2 separate regions of the Sus scrofa genome follow, and region 2 is linked to region 1. Evidence: chromatin contacts called from public HiChIP or PLAC-seq data. All regions are on one chromosome and are shown on one strand. Each heading gives the region's core, a stretch centred on a gene start, on an enhancer-like site or on the middle of the called end of the contact. The rest is flanking DNA. Distances are from core to core; before and after follow the strand shown. Region 1 holds the start of DMXL1 (dmX-like protein 1). Region 2 holds the start of TNFAIP8 (TNF alpha induced protein 8).

Region 1 (2,906 bases), core at 110-2,609:
TCTCAGATTTCCTAACTGCTAGATTCCTTAGTTTCTTTTATTCTGTCATACCACTTGCACTTCAAAACCAAAAGATGGGCAGAACAGAATGAGTAAACATGTTAAACTTTGGGCTAGACACAAAATTTATATTGAACATAGAAAAATCATGGTTTAAGATTTTAAAAATGAAACTGACTTAAAGCAACATTAAATAAATCTGAATTAATAATTAAAACACAAACCCTAAACTGTAACTATGTGAGACCTCAATAAAACAGTTTTTTCTTTTTTAAAGACAAGTTTTCAATCCTTCACTTTTATGGGGATACTGGGATATAATAAGGGCGTTCATTTACAACTCTCAAATTTAAAATAGGGAGATGGCTCTCAAACTTATTTTTAGTTAATTTTTAAGTTGCAAAAAAAAAAAATTATGTTCCTCGGAAAAAACTTAGGGAAAGTAAAAACAAAATTACTAGTACTCCTCCCATCCAAGTATTAGTGTGAAGTTTTTTGGGTTTTGTTCCCATTTTTTTTTTTTCACCAAAAGAAAAGTGTATGAAATCAAAATCAATTTGGCATTAAAAAAAAGCAACTACTCTTTTTAGGTGGGGAGCTGCTATTTATGTCTACTCATTTAACGTTTTCTGAACTCCTACCTTGGAAATGGCACTGCACTAGACACGTGGGATACAGGTCAGTTTGTCCCTGAGAGGCTCATGGTACATGGGAGAAGACGTAAACAAATGTTTATCAATAATAATACAAAACTGTCAAAATGCAATTAGAGTTGAGTCTCAAAGTTTGTGAGAGGCCGTGACACTAATCATATTGGAATTCTTAGGTTTTTTTCCCAAAACACCATCTCAACGTGGGCCGGTGTAGTATTATTACCAGCACTACTTCAAAACGAATGTTAAATTAAATTTAGTACTTAGCAAGGGTCGAAACCTCCCCCAGTTTTTCTTTCTAGCGAACTGGAAACGCGCTCGACCAGAGTTAACTCTGCGCTGAGACGCCTCTAGTTTCACCTTCACTTGGCCAAACTCGCGGGCCGCTTAAGGCAGCGGTGCTTGTTGGGACTTGTAGTCTCTACCAGGACCAAGACACTGCAACTGCATTTGTAATACACTTCTCCCTTTTAACTTTCTGGCCCAAAAGTCAGATCAAGCCCTAAACGAAAGCATAATCTGACAACACTCAGTTTATTCAAGGCTCTCTATGCTTTTGCTAGGCTTCTTACATTGAATATTCAAACGCACGACGTCGCTCACAAGCCTCAAAGAGATTGGTCTATCCTCAGTGGTGGGCGGAGCCTTGGGTGAACGGGAGCTCAGGATTGGCCAATATTTCACTCAAAGAGGTGTTTTCCACTTGCGGACCCGTATACTGTGGCAGGAATAAATTCTTTACTGCAGTATTCCTCATAGCCGCGAGAAATCTCGCGATATTTCGGCCGAAAGGCCTTAGGGACGCGTAGAGAGCAGCGAAGGCCAGTGGGGGTGGTAGGCACCGGAGCCGGGAAGGGCTAGGTCTGGTGGTGAGGGAGAGCGCGTGCTGCTTGCGCCACTGGGGCTCGGTCCCAGCCGGCCAGCCACAGTCCAGACTGAGTGTCGCGGACGGCGTGGCCTTCCTGGCCGGTGGGTCGGCTCGGGGTCGCGGCGGCTGGGTCAACACTGAGCATCACCTGGGCCCTCGCGGGCTGTGACAGGTGCGCGGACGCGCGGTGCTCCTCCCGCTTGCCGGCCCGCCCCCTCCCAGACTCGCCCGCGGGGGCTCGGGATGAGCTGCGGGCAGTGGCTGAGTGGCTCCGGCTCCTGGCGCCTGTCGCTGCCGCCGTCGCCTCCCAAGCCCGGCCGCCGCCCGTGAAGGAAAGAGGGAGGGAGGAAAGCGGCAGCTGGCCCTGGGCATGAGCGGGAGGCAACGTCCGTTGCTGGACTAAGACGCCGACATGAACCTACACCAGGTGCTGACCGGGGCTGTGAACCCTGGCGACCACTGCTTCTCCGTGGGCAGCGTCGGCGACCAGCGATTCACGGTGAGTGAGGGAGGCTCTCGCGTCGCCCGCGGCGAGTCCGCGCCCCTGAGTCAGCCGGCCTCGGCCCAGAATGCCAGGCAGAGGCCGAGAAAGCCTCGTCTCCCTCACGAGGGTCCCCACATCCCCAACGAAGGTTCCCGCCCTTTACGGCGGCGAACCTGGCATTTGAGGACCAAGGAGGCAGAAACCCTTGTACCGACTGAACTCGGAAGTTAGAGTGTTTTGTAGTTTTTTTTAAAGTTTTTCATCTGACGTCTTCGGGCTGGTTTACCAAAGTCGTTTATCCAGGAATCATTGCTGTGTAATGTTGTCAAGTTTAGGAATAGTTGGGATTGGTTTCAGTTCTTACTCTAAAGGTCAAGTATCTTTGTAGTTGAAAAAGAGTGTGTGCCTTAAAAACACAGTTACTAATTGTTTGCTATCAACTAGCGCTGGGTAAAATATAGTGAAAAACAGTGCTTTTCATTTGCTTTCCTTTAAATTCACTGAAGGATAACTGGAAAGAAAAAAATATTTTTTGTAAATAGTTCACTCCTGCCATCTTTTGAATATCGTACAGTTGAGTAGTCCTGGGAAACTTTTATTTTAGATTGTTCGTATTAATTACTAAAAGTTGAATTACTGTTTTTTCAGTAAAACTCCTCTTTGCTATGTAGTGGTAATTTCAGGTTAAGGTTTCCTGAAAGTGCCCTGTTTTTCATTGGTCTTTCCCAAATACTGAAAGGACTAGGGCCACAGACTTCTGGCTATTTACCAGTATAGTGATATTCTCTGCCTTATAACTATAGTTTTTATAATAGTTTAAAGCTGCAAGTCAGTATTGCACATGATAGCCTTTATCTGAATATATTTATAACCCTCATGATTGTTGCTGCAACTTGTACAG
Region 2 (2,906 bases), core at 198-2,697, 240 kb after region 1:
ATATCTAGCGCCTTATATTAATATGTATAATAACTTCTTCACTGCTTGTGAATAGCATAAACCCCCCCTTTTGTCTGTTCACAGTCAATATTGAAATAAAACCCAAAAGCATCTTTTACAAAAATTTACCTTTTAATGGTGCAGTAGTTTGTAATAATCTGTGTTGGATTTTACGGTTTTCATATCACTTTTTGCTTATATTACCTTACTTAATACAACACATAAATCTGTATAATACATAATACTTTTTTTAATCCTCCTTTTCCAGAGGAGGAGAGGGAGAAATGTCTATTTAAATGTCTATCTTTTGTATATTCTTTTCACTGAACTTCCTGATGTACTGTAGAGCTTCTCTTCTTGCTTTTTTTTTTTTTTTTTTGCCCATATTAAAAAAAGGGAGGAAATGAAGAAAAAGAAAGCAGCTGGAAAATAAATTTATTAAAAGAATGTAACTTTTCTCACAATTTCCTAATGGATCTTTCAGGTATGTTATTTGAGGATCTCTTGCCCTAGATTGGTAATAAAACTAGAGCTCTGCAAAATACCTCAGTAAGACAGGTATGTGGGTGCCAGCCCCTGTCCCCACTTCTCAAGGAAAGATTGAGGACTCCTATTCAGCCAGTTGTAGGAGCTTGTGGACACGACCAGGGGGCAGAATTGAGATCTGTTCTCCAGGCTCTCCAGCTTTTGTCAGCATTTCAGAAGCATAAATATCTCCCCTCTTTGGGGCTTTTTGGGTGGAATTAATCCCAAGGAGTTACTAGTTCCTTGGGAGGAGTCCTCCCCTTCCTTTGCGGAGGGCCCTTGGGGCAGCTGCAGAGGCGGTAGTTCACCTGGTCGGGTTTGAGTAAGAGTGATCGCTCTGATTATACTGAATGAGTAAACCGCCTAGTCTGCTTTTCCTGTGCAAAGGTAAGGGGTGAGGGCCCCCCCCACACACACTCTTTCTTCAAAAGGCCCCCCATCTTGGGCTTGTGAAGCAGGTCTTTCCAGCCCCATGGATCCATATCCCTATTACTTTCTTCCAAAAGTAACGTACGAAACCGAGCAGTTTGAAAAGCGTTCATTTTGGGCGGCTAAGATCCCGAGACTCGGAAAGTTACACGGGCCTGCAAAAAAGCAACCTAAAGATTCAGAAGCATTTCTGTGCCTGCCTATGCATTTATGATTTATGTAAAACACCAGCGCGAGCTGAGATGAGACTTTCTTTCTTCCCTGTGTATAGATTTCCCAGGCATGGCGGGTCTGGGACCCTGAAGGTTCCCCCGCCCCTGCCGTGCTGGCCCCAGCGCAGAGTCAGCCCCACCTGCATGCACCCAGCCACCAGCCGCCGGTTCCCGGCGACGACGGGCTGGGGCGCGCGGGCCCCGGGGGCGGACTCCTGCCGCCCAACTGAGACGCGATTCGTCACTCTGCAGAACTTTCCCCCTGAAAATCCCTGCACTAGAACCAGCCCTCCCGCCCCGCGGAGGTTTTGATTTTAGTGGCTTTCCTTCCTTTTATTTTCTGTCGTGTGCGGGTTTTGGCGTCCAAGCACATTTGCAGCTCGTCCGAGTCCATGTCAGCGGTGGTCGCCCCTGCAGCTGCTCACCCTGACACCATGAACTCCGAAGCAGAAGAATCTAAGGAAGGTATGTTTTTGATATCGCTGGGGGGCTCCCACCAAGTTCTGCGGAGGAATGTGGACGTAGTGCGGAGTAGGGGACCAGACGGGAGTTTAAAAGGGAGCGATGGGTACTTTGTCTGCTTTCCCTGCGCCTTCGAAGCTCCCTTAGACCGGAATGCGCCGAACCCTGTACCCTTGTCAACCAGCGGCAGTTCAGAGGAGAGGGGAGGGAGAGTCGGACCTAGCTCGGCCAGCCCAAGAAAAGCTGCCTTTGAGATTTCCCTGGAAACGAAACGGCCCCAGTATTGATTCCAAGAAAGCAAACTATCCTTGGAAGAGCGCTGCCTGCCTGTATCAGGACAGTTGAAAGCCGGATCCTCTGGAATAGGACCCCTAAGAGTCTAGGGTCCCTTGAAACGGGTTTCAGAAGTTGGAAAAGCTGTGTTTCCGGCCAAAAGGGGAAGCGAGGGGGAGAAGTGAAAAATTTTTATTCGGAGAGTAGGTTTTTTCTTTTTTCTTTTTTTCCTTGCTGGCTTTTTAGCCACGGATTTATTTTGTTGGGGGCTTGTGGGGGGGGGGGGGCGCATGCACGATATGAGGGAGGCCTTGTGCAGCTTGAAACTGAGTTTGTCTGTTTCTAACTTTGCCGAAGCCAAGGGTTTCACTTACTCCTAACAGAGAACGGGTGACAGGGCTGGAAAAGCTCCAACCCAAACACAATTATACGCGGGTGTTAGTGTGGGGAGTTTATTTGTGCGTGAGTGTTTGTATGCTTTGTTTCCTGAAGCTTCATGTATACAAAAGCCCTCTTGTGAGTTGAGGTAGGAGTGGGGATGGTTGGGGAAAATTAGAGAATAAGAAAGGAGACTGAAATTTCTTTTCAAGTAGCCTCTGAAGAAACTGGTAACTTTCAAGTCAATCAGGGCAGCTCTGAGGAGCAGAAAGGAACCCCATCATTTCTCCATTTGCTAGATATCAGTCAGAGGGAGCCCTTGAAACTCTTTTCCTCATCTTGTCTTTTATTGATTCCCCTCCCAAAGTAAAGGGCTGGCATTTACCTTGTGCCCTGCAAGGGAAGCAGTCAGTAAAAAAGAGGCTTGTGTAATAGAAATATGGGGCTGGTGTGAATGAAAAATGACAGCTAGGAGCACTGTTTTTGAGCTTGATGTGGAGCTGGGGGGGCGGTTAATGTTTCCTTGCTGCTGTGTTCTCTGTCCTGCTGCTGGACGCTTTCCTTTTCTGTCTTTTAAATGGCAATTTACAGTAAGTCAGAAGTAGTCCACGGCACATAGGAAATGGG

The links. HiChIP or PLAC-seq counts read pairs in DNA pulled down with a chosen protein or histone mark.
Region 2: a contact with region 1 is called in an H3K27ac HiChIP or PLAC-seq map of skeletal muscle, with 2.6 times the contacts expected there. The contact joins the promoter of TNFAIP8 here to the promoter of DMXL1 in region 1. A contact is called at or near these places in 1 of 5 promoter capture datasets (fetal liver) and 2 of 2 datasets of contacts at active chromatin or transcription factors (alveolar macrophages and skeletal muscle).

The regions. Positions count from the first base shown.
Region 1 is chr2:123,001,718-123,004,623 of Sscrofa11.1, forward strand. It overlaps DMXL1 (dmX-like protein 1), which reads left to right and starts at 1,360. Exons shown (of 46, transcript XM_021084665.1): 1 at 1,360-2,020. The coding sequence starts at 1,934.
Region 2 is chr2:123,241,804-123,244,709 of Sscrofa11.1, forward strand. It overlaps TNFAIP8 (TNF alpha induced protein 8), which reads left to right and starts at 1,448. Exons shown (of 2, transcript NM_001244505.1): 1 at 1,448-1,631. The coding sequence starts at 1,559.